Regions from separate parts of the Mus musculus genome. Here region 2 is linked to region 1. A link is a contact called in public Hi-C data. All regions are on one chromosome and are shown on one strand. Each heading gives the region's core, a stretch centred on a gene start, on an enhancer-like site or on the middle of the called end of the contact. The rest is flanking DNA. Distances are from core to core; before and after follow the strand shown.

The links. A called contact is a pair of places that touch in the nucleus more often than the background predicts.
Region 2: a contact with region 1 is called in a Hi-C map of the N1E-115 cell line, with 2.6 times the contacts expected there. The contact joins the enhancer-like site here to the promoter of Cavin2 in region 1. A contact is called at or near these places in 11 of 39 promoter capture datasets (the 3T3-L1 cell line, 3T3-L1-derived adipocytes, cranial neural crest and 4 more), 2 of 484 Hi-C or Micro-C datasets (the N1E-115 cell line and uterus), 2 of 115 datasets of contacts at active chromatin or transcription factors (the NIH/3T3 cell line and T-cell acute lymphoblastic leukemia) and 1 of 9 other capture datasets (embryonic stem cells).

What each region holds. Positions count from the first base shown.
Region 1 is chr1:51,284,525-51,290,833 of GRCm38.p6, reverse strand. It overlaps Cavin2 (caveolae associated 2), which reads right to left and starts at 1,708. Exons shown (of 2, transcript NM_138741.1): 1 at 966-1,708. The coding sequence starts at 1,448. The region is part of intron 2 of 9330175M20Rik (RIKEN cDNA 9330175M20 gene); the gene reads left to right.
Region 2 is chr1:51,603,624-51,610,180 of GRCm38.p6, reverse strand. No RefSeq gene overlaps it. Among named protein-coding and RNA genes, the nearest start is that of Gm17767, 10 kb to the right of the region's middle. Within about 2 kb of position 2,385, at least 35 of the 459 cell types and tissues checked have an H3K27ac peak or open chromatin away from gene starts, as enhancers often do. A contact at or near this core is called in the N1E-115 cell line, where this site is marked.

The sequences.
Region 1 (6,309 bases), core at 459-2,958:
GGATCATAAGGAGACAGCCCTGAGGCAGAATGGCAGGGCTTCCTGGGGCCTGGGTTGGCTCAATGCCATCTACGGAAGGGCTTCCAGCATTAGGCAGGGCAGCCCTTAGATTTACAGATGCCCACCACTTGGCTGAATAACAGTTCCACGCAATCTTCCTGTCCCCAGATAGCCTTTGCTACATAAATTGCATCATTGATGCATTAAAAAAAATTAAGTGTCCTTTTCACGGTAAGGCAACTATTTGAAGGGGAAGATATTCAAAGTTGGTCTTTGTGGCAGCCACTGATAACGTTTCTTTTATTTCACTTTGTAGTTGCAGCTTGAGCAATGAGGGGACATAATTAACATGTCTGTAAGGAGCTATACTTTGCTTCCCACATTTATTGGCATCATTTTCTAGAGACAAACTAGAGATTGCTTTGACAAAAGATGACTTCAAGAACAAGACTAGTTCAACTTTCCATTCTGGTAATTTCCCAAACACCAGGGGCCCTTGGAAAAAGGATGGTTTAAAGGTTGTGTGTGTCTTGGTCAGAGCAAAAGAAAACAAATCCTTCACACAGTTACCTCACTTCCACTAAGAGTTAATAAACAGCCACTGGATTAATTTGCCCTGTCCAGCTAACAGCTGCAATCGCAGCCGCAAGTTCCTAATGAAAAGAGACAAATGAATTTGACTAGAGTGGGTGCCCGCACCTGCTCAGTTTCTCACCCTTAACCAAGTGCATCTAGGTGTTCACTGACAAATGTCCCCAGCTTGCCAGGCACACAGGCATTGCCTGAAGGATGGGGGAGATTCCAATCCTTATGGCCACATTTCACAGTTGCCTGCAGCAGGCAGCTAGAAGACAAAGCTTTGTGTGTGAGAGAGAAGCTTGACTGGCAGGGCAGATGGGAAGATGGCCTTGAAAGCTCGGAGGACTGAGCTCAAGTAGGTGGAGGGGTATGCTGGGGACACTGACCTGGAAGATGAGCACTTTGAAGTGGTTGCGTCGGAGGAGTTGGGCGTGGTTGTTCTCCAGTCTCTTCACCTGGACACACTGCCTCTCGAGGCGCTCCCGGACAGCCCGCGTGTGAGCGCTGACCTTGCGAGACTTCTCTAGCAGCTTGCTCACTGTGTTGCTGGTGGAGGCCTGGTACTTGGAGAGCTTGGTGAGGTCGTTCTGGATGCCCTTCACCGAGCCCTCCAGGTTGATCTGACGCTGTTCCATGTTGTGCTGGTTCTCCCTCACGGCGTCCAGCATGTTGACCAATTTATCCAGGAGTGTGTGCACGGTGACAGCATTCACCTGCGAGTTGTCTCGGATGGCCTCCTCTGTGGACCCCAGGTTCAGGCTGGGGCTCGGTGTGGAGGAAGGCATTGGGCTGGGGCTGGATGGCTTCTCCTGGAGCATGTCTGTGTTTGGATGCTGGAACTTTTCTGCCTGTGCAGCGTCCTCTCCCATGGCTGGGCAGCTAGAAACTTACTTCCCCGCTGGAAACTTCTTGCTCAAGCTAGAAGCACAGGAGGCTGGTTGGTCTGAAGTGAGCACTGCTCTCTAGGGCTAGCAGAGGTTTTGAATAACTGGCTAAGCTGATCAGGGGAACTGCATTCCAGTTGCTCTTAAAGGACCTGCTCCACCCAGTGGAAGGCAAAGGTTACAGGACCCACTCAGGGTTCAGTGACAAGCACACACTTCCTAGCCACACTCCGCACAAGCCCGAGTTCTTTTCTGCAGTGGCTTTTCTTTCCTACACCCCTTCCCTTAAAAAAAAAAAAAGTTCAATGCCATATTTCAATCATGAGTTCATTTAGAGGCGGAGAGAAACATGTTAACTTGGCAGAGCTCCCCAGCCTCTGATTGGCTAAATCTAGTAAACTTTTCTCTGGCTGCTATGTTACAGAGCGCCTGTTTTTTTTCCTGGATACAAGTTATTGTAACAGAAAGGAATTGTTTGCTCTTGCCCCAGAGCTGACTGATAGGTTGCAGAACACCGAGTGCCCTTTAGGGGAGGCGCCGAGTTGAAAGGGTCTGTGACGCCAGGGCCAGGTTCGTGCTATTAGTTTCTCATTTGCAAAGCACAGGAGATTATTCTGAAACTGACAAGGAACTCAGCTTGGTGTCCTGTCCTCTTGCAAGATGGCATGCAATCCAACTTGAAAGAGCTTAGACTCAGGGATGTCAAAGCAAGTGGTGTTGCATACTGTGAACTGTTCTGTAAGAGATGGAAATCTCTTAAATGAATGCTTTCTTAGAAGATGGAAGGCAGAGACCCTCTCCTCAAGTAGTCCCTTTGGAGAAAAAAAAGTGCTGGTTTGTTTCCAGTAATTCTGAATTCATGCAGAGCATTTCTCAGTCCCCATCTTTGCGAGGCATTTATTGACACAGGTCCAGAAGTGTGACTGCAAGCCAGGTTGAGTTGGAGTGGTTCTAACGCTTGACATTTCCAGGTTCTTGCTCAGTGAAGTGGCACACCTGTTCTCACATGTGGCCCTCCTTAGCCGGGCCCTTGGGATGTGGGACTCACTTCCTAAAATGACTTTACATGCTTGAATTGGTCTTAAATGTATCCAGATTGTGAAAGTGCTTTTGGCTGAAGGTTTGTGACAGGCATGCCATGAAGGATTTCAAGAACAAATGTCAGCTAGTACTGGGTCAGGAACTGATCGTGGGACATTGCCTTAACGGCAATACCTCTGTGTATGCCGAAGAAACAGTAGATCTTATGGTGGTATATTCATTGGTTGCCTTACACTTAGTCATATGTAACATTCACAGAGCATGTGCCAGGTCCCTCACTGAGTACCTGCTCATTAGGAAGATGCATTAAAGACATTATAGAGGCTCCCAGTTTCCTCAGATAATTGGTAGATAACACTTAAAGTGAGACCTTTAGGAACCAAGATTACAAAATGCCAAAAGAAGATTTGATTGCTTGTACCTTTTAAGAATTTTTTTAAAAAGTTTCTCAAACAAACAACTTATATTTTGTGTATTTTAGTTGGACACTGATGTGTTAAATATTAAAAGCAAAAACCATGAATCTGGTGTTGATTTTCAGAAGCTTAATTTTCTAACAAAATTATACGATATAATGATAGCACATCTTTTTTACATTTGACGTTTGTGGGCAAATCAGAGAGTGTCATTATTTCAAAAATATCGGAGGACTTTATCAGCTTTTCAAGGGCCTCTCCTCCATGGCGACATCCCAGTCATTGCCGATGAAGCTCTTATCCTGCTGTCACTCACAGAGATTTCTCCTCCCAAATGTTAACTATTACAGCTGCAGATTCTCATCTGTTATAGGAGCTGCCCATGGCTCAAGGGCTCCTCTGACATTACCTTCATCAATTTTTATGATTCCACATTGGAAAATTTGCAATTTCATATCATAATCACTTGACTCTGATTTTGTATTGATTCACATGAATCTTGCATTGCTTTGTTGGATACTGTACAATCAGATAGATCAGTTAGAAGGATGGTGGTGAGATACCAAAGCACAGAGGTTCCTTCTTAAATAAGAAGGTTCTTATGTGAATTATTTGTTTGGTTGAGTCTGGTTTCTCTCTGTAGCCCAGGTTGCTGTAAAACTCAAAGCAGTGCTCTTGACTTAGGCTTCTTAGACAGCATTATAGGTGTGAGCCATCATGCCTGTCTCTGAACTTATTTGTGTTTTAAGTTAATCTTGAGTAACACAAATGGTATTTCAACCAATGGTCTATGGGTTTGTAACAAGTCAGCCTAAGACTCAGTGGTTTATAGTAACAACCACATCACTCACTCATGATTCTTTGGTTGTCTTGGCAACACTCAACTGGAATAGTCATCTTTGCCCTGCCTGCTCTTTCAGCTACAGTTCAAGGTGAGGAATCCAAGATGACATGGCCTTATTTGTACCTGGTGCAACAGCTGAGCAGACCAGAACTCTCTTTTCAGCTATTTAGCGTCTAGAAACTGTCTGATGTCTCCAGTAGGGAAACTAGATTTCTTTATGTGGTGCTTTAAAGTGAGGGATTAAAAGTGAAAGCTATGGACAGTTTTAAGGGCAGGATCTGAAACTCCCAACTTGGCATATCCACAGTGTTCTGTGGCTATAAACCCAGCTCAGATTCAGAGATGAGAAACCGACTCTACCACTTTCCCATCCTCTGGCAAGTATGAGTGTCACAGGAGAGATTATTGTCACCATCTTTGGACAAGATCTACCATGGTGTAAATGCACTCTCCAAAAGGGCTGTTGCACATAAAACTGAAGACTGTGGTCATTGTGGGGATTATGAGAAGCTAACTAAAAGAAACTCTTTTTGTCCTAAAAAATTAATTACAGAATATAGTACCAACCATAAGGTAGAATTTGAGGTAACTCAGAGCATCCAAACTTTTCTTTTGTGTTGCCCCAAACCGAGTCCCATGTCTGTCTGAGAGAAATTGGTGTAGAGCAATCAGTTTTAGAAGAATTTAAACAACTTAAACCTTACATTTTGTGCAATTCATTACAAATTAGGGAGTGTATAGACTTACAATGCAATGAGAAATGAAGGGAGATCTTGAATGTTTCTGAACATGTGAGTGACATGATTAATAACAATTATTGCAGCCGGTAAATGTAGGATGGGGAGTTTATGGTTGACAACACGCATTGAATGTGAAATAAATGCTAAGCCCTGGACTGCACAAAGATGAGCGATCGGCACCTATTTTCTACTCTTAAGCACTTCCTTAGTGGGAAAACTAGGCAGCTAGAGAAATACAATGTCGACATACTGCATAACTTAAGGAAAAGAAAGGTCTATCTGACCTCACAGTCCATCCTGGAGAAGAAGCCATGGGGTATGTACGACTCTAGCCGTGGGAGTTAGAGTAGGAACTAGCTAGTCACATTGCAACCGGAGTGAGGGATCCATGAGAGAGGAAGAGGGGGTGACCTTTGTTTTCTCCTTTTTATTGAGACCAGGACCTGAGGTAGGAAAGGTAACTACCACATTCATGGTATATCTTTCCTCCTCAGCAAACCTCCTGTATCCCTCTCCCTGTACTCCTGAGATGTATCTCCCAGGCGATTCTAAATTCTTTATAGTTTAATCGTGTAAATCCAGGTACGGTGCATAGAGAAAGGTGATTGTTTTCTGTTGCAGCCAACCTATGAGAGCATGCCAGGGTGTGACTAGGACTTCTAATTCTCTGCCTGACCAGCTGCCTACCAATACCTGAGGCATCTAAGTCAAGCAAGCTTGAGAGTCTCTATAGGAAGATGCCTACTTTACTACTAGCTAGGGCATTGATCCCAAGGTCTACATGTTAGCCCATTTCAAAAATGGCAGAATTTTTTGCTTCATTGTGCTAGCATCACAATTAAACAAGGTGGAGGTCAATGTCTCTTTGATTGGTCTTTTCCATTTAGAACTATATAGCAATATTGGAATTATTGGTCCTATTACTATGATAGTGATAGGCACACTGAGCAATGGACCTGTAGTAGTGAAGGTCAGCTTCCAAAGTGACCAGAGAAGCAAAGAAAGCTGAGCTGGCTTCTCAATACATTTCCATCTAAGCTTACATACTAGAGTTTAAAAGTCTTTCTAAAGTTGTATTGTCTCTTGAACAGTAGTCAGAGCCCAGGGGCATTTGAGTCTATTACTGTCTATAACAGTACAATGGGAAGCCCATATATTTTGTGTCACCAAGTTTCATGATAGATTATAACTGAGAGCAGATTTTGAGAATATGCAGTTGCCTTGAAAACACGTTTTAAAGAATTGATTTTAGTAGTCAAAATATGTATTAGAAACCCTCTATTAGTGTATTTAACTTTTATTTATTTTCATTTCTTTTAATTTTGAGATTATAATGTAGTTACACCATTTCCCCCTTTCTACCTCCAAGCTGTCCTTTAGACCCTTTCTTGATTGCTCTTGCCCTACCCCATGGGGGGGGGGGGGAGAGAGAGAGAGAGAGAGAGAGAGAGAGAGAGAGAGAGAGAGAGAGAGAGAGATATCACTCAGTCTGTGTAATGTTACTTGTAAGTTTGTTTGTATGTTTCCAGGGATGCTCATTTGGTATTAGATAACAAACTGTTGTGATTTTTCGCCCCTGGGGAAGCTGTTCTCCCACTCCCAGCATTCCTCAGTTGCTTGTTCCTTGTGCAGGTTGAGGTCTTGTAGTCCTGCTTCCTCTCCTTTGTCATGTCTATTTTCTTACTCCTCTGACCACTCCTCTGACACTGTGATAGTTAATATTATTAATGAGACAGGATCTAGAATCACTTAGGAGATAAGCTTCTGGGAATGCTTATGAGGGATTATCTAGACTAGTTTAACCG
Region 2 (6,557 bases), core at 1,136-3,635, 320 kb before region 1:
TATCTGCTATGACTGGCCTTGGTGGGCACCTGTGTATATATATATATATATATATATATATATATATATACACACATATATATATATACATATACACACACACACACACACACACATCATGCACTTCACATACAATTAAAAGTAAACAAAAAATGTAAAGGATTAATACTAAGTGTATTTTAAGTATATTCTGCAGTAAAGTTCAAGGATGTTTTTGAATGTTGGTGTGATTGCACTCAGAATTGTTCCAGACTTCAGTTCTTTGTCACTTCATTTCGATTTCAGTGGATACATTAAAGTTTCTAGCATATGACCTCCAAACTTCTCCTAAGAACCTAGGCTTAAGACATGTTATTACTTTGTGTTTGAACAATTACTTTGGGGATTATCTTAAATTCATCAACCATGTGTTTTTATTTCATTAAAATGGCAAACAACTCATAAACTGTACAGTAGATAGGCTTGGGGTAATTCCCTTGAAAACAATTGCTCAAAAAGATCTTTTATATACACCAAATTTTCTTTCCTGAGCTGAAATGAACTCAGCGATGTGTCAGCCTAGAACAATGAACATTATCGAGGATGGCTTAACTCCAGTGAGATTCTAGCTGCAATCAGTGGACCTCTGGCACTCCACCATGCACCCAACAAAGTTGTCCAAAATTCTAGTAGTCAGCTCTGCTTACCATCCTCTCCCTGTAGTGATTGGACAGAAGTTAGTGGAGGAAAAGCTACTTCTCAAGATCGCCTTATGCCAACAAAGGCTTTGGCAAGCAAAGGGGCATGATTTCGTTCAGCAAAAATTCCTGTTTCTCTACAATTCAACCAATCAGGAAACGAATGCAAACCTTCTCTAGACTCTGTCTTTACAAGAAAGCAATAGCTAAGGTTGCTCGTGGTCAGGCTCTAGGAAGACATAGTAGGATCACCCCCAAGTTAAGCCATTCTTAAAATGCTGTGCGTTTGGTCATTCCAAGCATTACCCCCAGCACCGCTGCATCAGCAGAACAGTTGTGCGTCCTCAGAGATTAAGTGTAGCATGCCACTGTCTGCACTCACTCTTTCTATTCAACTGAAGCATCCACAATGAGTTCCAGCATTCTAAAACGGTTCAAAAAAAGTATGTAAAATGTTTCCTTGAGAAAATACATCTTTTGCCCCCTCCTGTTTTCTCCAAAAAACTTACCTTTTAAAAAAAGTAATCTGGTACCTATCTGGTTAGGCATTGATAAGGCAAAAATATGAGAAAGAGGCTGAGTATTGAGAGCTTGAAAACTTATCATTCTTGATGTTTCTAAATTTTGTTCAGGAATCACCTGATTTTTAACAGCTGCCTGCCTTGGCCAAGGCAGCCTGAAATGTAGTGACTGTGGCATGCCTGCTTTGACTTCGGGCGTGAGAATGAATAATAGTTCAAGAGCTTGCCTATTATGATACATAGCTGGCATTATGCAAATATTACTTTTCTTAAATGCTAGCATTCTAATTAGCCATTAGATCCCTTTAAAATTCTTATTTAAATATACTTGGCTCATTCTGTTAACCGTGTAGTTCTTCCTCAGATATGCAATTAGATGGCTCATCAGGAAACAAATCAGTGTTGGACCTGGGGGCACAGTGAGGAGGGACAATTCCAGATTCCACAGAACAATGAGTCTGGTAACAGGCAGTACCAGCAACACTGTAGAAACTTTTCCTCTGTCAGAAGGGATCAAGTGAAAAAAAAAATCTGTGTGAAATAGAGGGAAACTGAGTCAACAAGTGGCTTAGGATAAATGAAAGGGAGTTGTTATCACAGTACCTGCCTCTCTGTGAGGTCCAGAGCTGGCTTTAGTACCACCCTTGACTCTGTGTCTGGTGACCAAGGCAAGGAAACCAGCCTTTCTTAAGCCCAGGGATGTCTCAAGGATTGCTGCCTGAAAACAAGGGAAAAGAACAAAACAATAACCATAAAAAAGCCTCAAAGCTAAAGCAAAAACCAAGTGTTAAGATTTGTGCATTTTTCTACAAAAGCGATTTGTTCTGTGGTAGCAGATAGAGTCTGCATTTGATTTCTACAAGATATGCAGTAATGGGTTATGTACTCCAGGGAAAAACCATTCTTAAGGGAGAGAGAACGTGATGGATTCACTTCCTCGGTGAGGTTTATAATATGTGGCAGTTTTAGTGCGAGCAGGTATTTGGTCTATAAACTTGGAGAGCTTGGCATTAGTGGTAGCTCATTTCCAAATGAAGAAGAATGCAGCTCCCCTCTCCCTCTGGTTATTAATCCTTCTGGGGCTAAGCAAGAAGATTAAGTGTTTTCCTGGTGTTGTGTTTGCCTGTCTTGGTAATGTGCACATGCCCCGTCACCAGCACCTGTGTGCTGCACGGAGCCCTGATGCTTCTGTTAGTAAGGAGCTGTTCACGGCCAGGCTGCTGGGGCCTCATTCTCAGCTGAATGGAGTCAAGGTTATTTCCGCTCCTTGTTCAAATGCTCCCTCTCAATTAGATGCTGTACGATTAGCTGCCTTGCAATTAGATGCTGGGTTTCTTATTCTGTGAACAGCCAGATTCTCAGTCCCTTGAGGCCATTTCCCATCCTCCCTCCTCAAAGCCTGCTGTTCCGCTTGTTTCAGTTTAAACGGTGCTAAAGAGAGTCAGGGCTGGCAGCCAGCTGGCCTCCCAGAGGGCCTCGGAGGCCACCCCCAGCACTGAGGGTCTCTGGAGACCTGGGTCCAGCCTTGGCTGGTCATAGTGCCACATGGTATCATCTCCATGGGAAGTGATTCCGTTCTGGTGAGGCTAACTCAAGTTCATGAATCTCTGAATTTCGTTGGCAGGTAAAGGAAAAATGCCAAATTATTTATTCACTGTTCAAGTATACTTGCCAAGCAAAGTATTGGTGTCAGCCACTCCATTCTCTTAACACGACTAAAGTAAGTCTGTTTGGGCAACCAAATTACAGAGATGATGTTTCTTAATGACAGACAAAATGAATTAGGCATACTGTTCATTGCAGAAACAATTGATACATGCTTTCTAAAAGATGATCTTGTTTTTAAAGATTATTTTTATTTATATCTGTAGGGTGTGTGTGTGTGTTCGTGCAGGTGTCTGTGGAAGCTAGAAAAAGGTGTTAGATTTCTTGGAACAACAGTTAAAAGTGTCTGTGAGCTGCCTGCCATACATGGGTGTTGGGAACCAAACTTTTCTGAAAGCACAACAAAGGGTCTTAACTGCTGAGTCATGTCTCCAGAGCCTTGGAAGGCAATAACTCATAATGAGGGAATTTTATACTGAATAAGCATGATAGTATTTTCCTCTCCCTCTCCCACTCACTCTGTCTCTGTCTCTGTCTCTGTCTCTGTCTCTGTCTCTGTCTCTGTCTCTGTCTTTGCCACTGGCTTTGAGTCTCATGATCCTCCTACCTTCATCTCCCAAGAGCTTTGATTACAGCATGTGACAAGTTCTTGAGCTGAGTCTCCCATTCGCAATGTATCTGGTGGAAGCTCCTCCGTTACTGACCGAGGACTTAGCAGCTCTCTGACTTTCTACCTCCTCTTTGGGAAGCCTACACAGTTCAAGGTATGGATGGCCTGTCAGCCATTTACAAGGAATGCTTTCCTCAGCTTCCTTCCTAAAGCCTGCAGTAGTTGGGCCACCATGATTCAAAGAGGTTTTGCTTCCTTCTCGAATTCTTCTCTTTCTGCCTGATGATTGCATTTTCTGGCCCCTTAGAGTATGGTGCACAACCAATGAGGAGGTTGCTAAGGTCACAATGAAGGTTCCTGTGTTTTTACTTCCCAAGGATGGACTCTTAGAGCATAGACTAGCTAAAGACATATCTATCCAATCTCTAGGCCTGCTAGAGTCTGCCTGCTTGGTTCAAGGTGGGGGACTAGTTTTAACTTTTATCCTTTGAAATGTGTGTTCAGGTGCCAAACTTCAGTGTAGGCAATTTATTGCAATTAATAAACATGAACATTATTTTTTTGTGGGTGTTGGTTTATTTCCTCAGATTAGATTCCTGCAACAAGAACTGTTGTTTCTCATGAGTGTTAGTATATGGTGAGTCTGGGCTCTAGGGTTTGCTTCTCTTTTTCTTTTTTGAGATAGGGTCTCCCATAACCTTGCCTGGCTCAAATTTGCTTTGTAGTCAAGGCTGGACTGGAGTCCTGATCTTTCTGCCTCCTTCTGAGTCCTGGGATTGGAGGCATGGGCTACGTGGCTTTGGAGGTTTTTGTTTCTATGCTTCAGGGTTGAAACTGTGTTTTATACGCCTTGCTATATATGCACTGAGAGTCTTAAAGATGTTCATAGTATCAATAAAATGTGTGCTCAGCACTTTACCCCTGAAGCTGTTTCCAGAACATTTTCTATATTGCTTAATTTCTCAGCAGTTTTATAAATTATAAATTATATATTATCACTATCTTCATTTTGTGGATAGAGATACCAAGCCAAAGAAAGACTAAATAATTTGGGGCTGGGAGGGAGATGGCTTGGTTGGTAAAGTGCCTGCTGTACAAACATGATGACCCAAGTTAGGACACGAAAATTCATGGAAACGTTGGGTATATGGCATGGCCTGCAATCTAAGGCAGGGAGGAAGAAATCAAACAACCTCTGAAGTGCTGTGACCAGCTAGTCTTGGTGAATCAGTACCACTCGAGTCACTGCCTCAGACATAAGGTGGGGTGATAGCGGAAGGCATTCACCATTGACTTCTGGCTTCCACACATACAGGCATGTATGTGTGTATGCATCCTCACACAAACATACACACAAAACATATACAGGTATATATCACACATATAAAAATTAAAACAAGACAGAGGAACCACAGCAAAACCTAGTTTATTTAGTCACATCACTAAAAAGCTGGGAGTCGCTCTGGCGGTGGTAGCACACATCTTCCATCCCAGCACCCAGGAGGCAGAAGCAGGTGGATCTTGCTGAGTTTAAGGCGAACCTGGTCTCCAGAGCCAGTTCCAGGATAGCCAAGGCTACACAAAGAAACCCTGTCTCAAACAAGCAAACAAACAGCTATAACTCTAGCATTTAATCCAGATAGTCTGCCTCTGGCATCCACTATGCTTGTCAGTGCTCATAAATACAACAATTCCACTTCTATGAAATGAGTCTGAAGAAATATAGATAAAGATACAAAGTAAGGCACCTGGACTGTAGTTGCTGTGGTTTCTTCTTCTTCTTCTTCTTTCTTGTTCTTCTTCTTCTTCTTCTTCTTCTTCTTCTTCTTCTTCTTCTTCTTCTTCTTCTTCTTCTTCTTCTTTCTTCTTCTCCTTCTCCTTCTCCTTCTCCTTCTCCTTCTCCTTCTCCTCCTTCTCCTTCTCCTTCTCCTTCTCCTCCTCCTCCTCCTCCTCCTCCTCCTCCTTCTTTTCTCCTTCTCCTTCTCTTGGATATTTTCTCTATTTACATTTCAAATGTATTCCCCTTCCCAGGTCTCCTCTTCAGAAATCCCCTATCCCACTTCCCCCTCCCCCTGCCTCTATGAAGGTGCTCCCCAACCCATCCACTCCTGTCTTCCCACCCTGGTATTCCCCTACACTGGGGCATCAGTTGCTGTGGTTTCTAATAGCTTGAAAAACCTGGGTATAAATAATAATCTTGGTACCAGGAAGTTAACTAAGGCTTGGCATAGTCATATGCTAGGACCAAGAGACTTTAAACACATTATTCATTCTTTAATTTGTTTTTTTTTATACAGGGTCTTGTTGTTTGCCCTACCCTGGTCTCAAACATACCCTCATCCTCTATTAGCCTCATGGCTCTGGGTTGCATGAGTGCATTTGTGCTAGGGCCAGTATGAATGGGAATGAGAAACAGATATAGATTTCTGCCTATCCAAAGGCAAAGCCAAAAGGAGCTGGAATGAGAAGTACCAGTAAGATCACAAAAATGGACCCTTCTTCTCAGCTGACAGGAGTGGGGTTCCTTGCAGCCACATTGTAAATAATTTGACAAAAACTCCTGAAATATTTTAAAATATAAAATATACAAACTCTTTGAATAATGGTATTTTTTTGTGACACTCTATTATAAAAAGTAAAACTTGGACAGTAAACAAATAATATAAGGAAAACTATTTTGATTTGTTTTGTTTTGCTTTTCGAGACAGGGTTTCTCTGTATAGCCCTGGCTGTCCTGGAACTCACTTTGTAGACCAGGCTGGCCTTGAACTCAGAAATCTGCCTGCCTCTGCTTCCCAAGTGCTAGGATTAAAGACGTGCGCCACCACGCCTGCTAAGAAAAACTATTCTTTATAACGCATGTAAATCAAGACTGAAAACAAACAATAATCTTTCTGTACTTGTATAAAACTTTTGTGAGCATGGAAAAATTCATGGTTACAAATCAGGATTTGACTACCTGAATCAGGGAACATCAAGGAACATGTGTGCACACATTTACATATATGCCTTTACATATTTTTGTATTATTTTATTTTCTATGGCAAGCATTTACCATTTAGGAATTAAATTGTATTAAAGAAAAACATCAAATTATAGAAATAATTATGACCTATTCTCAAATGAAAAGAAAAATGTCCATAA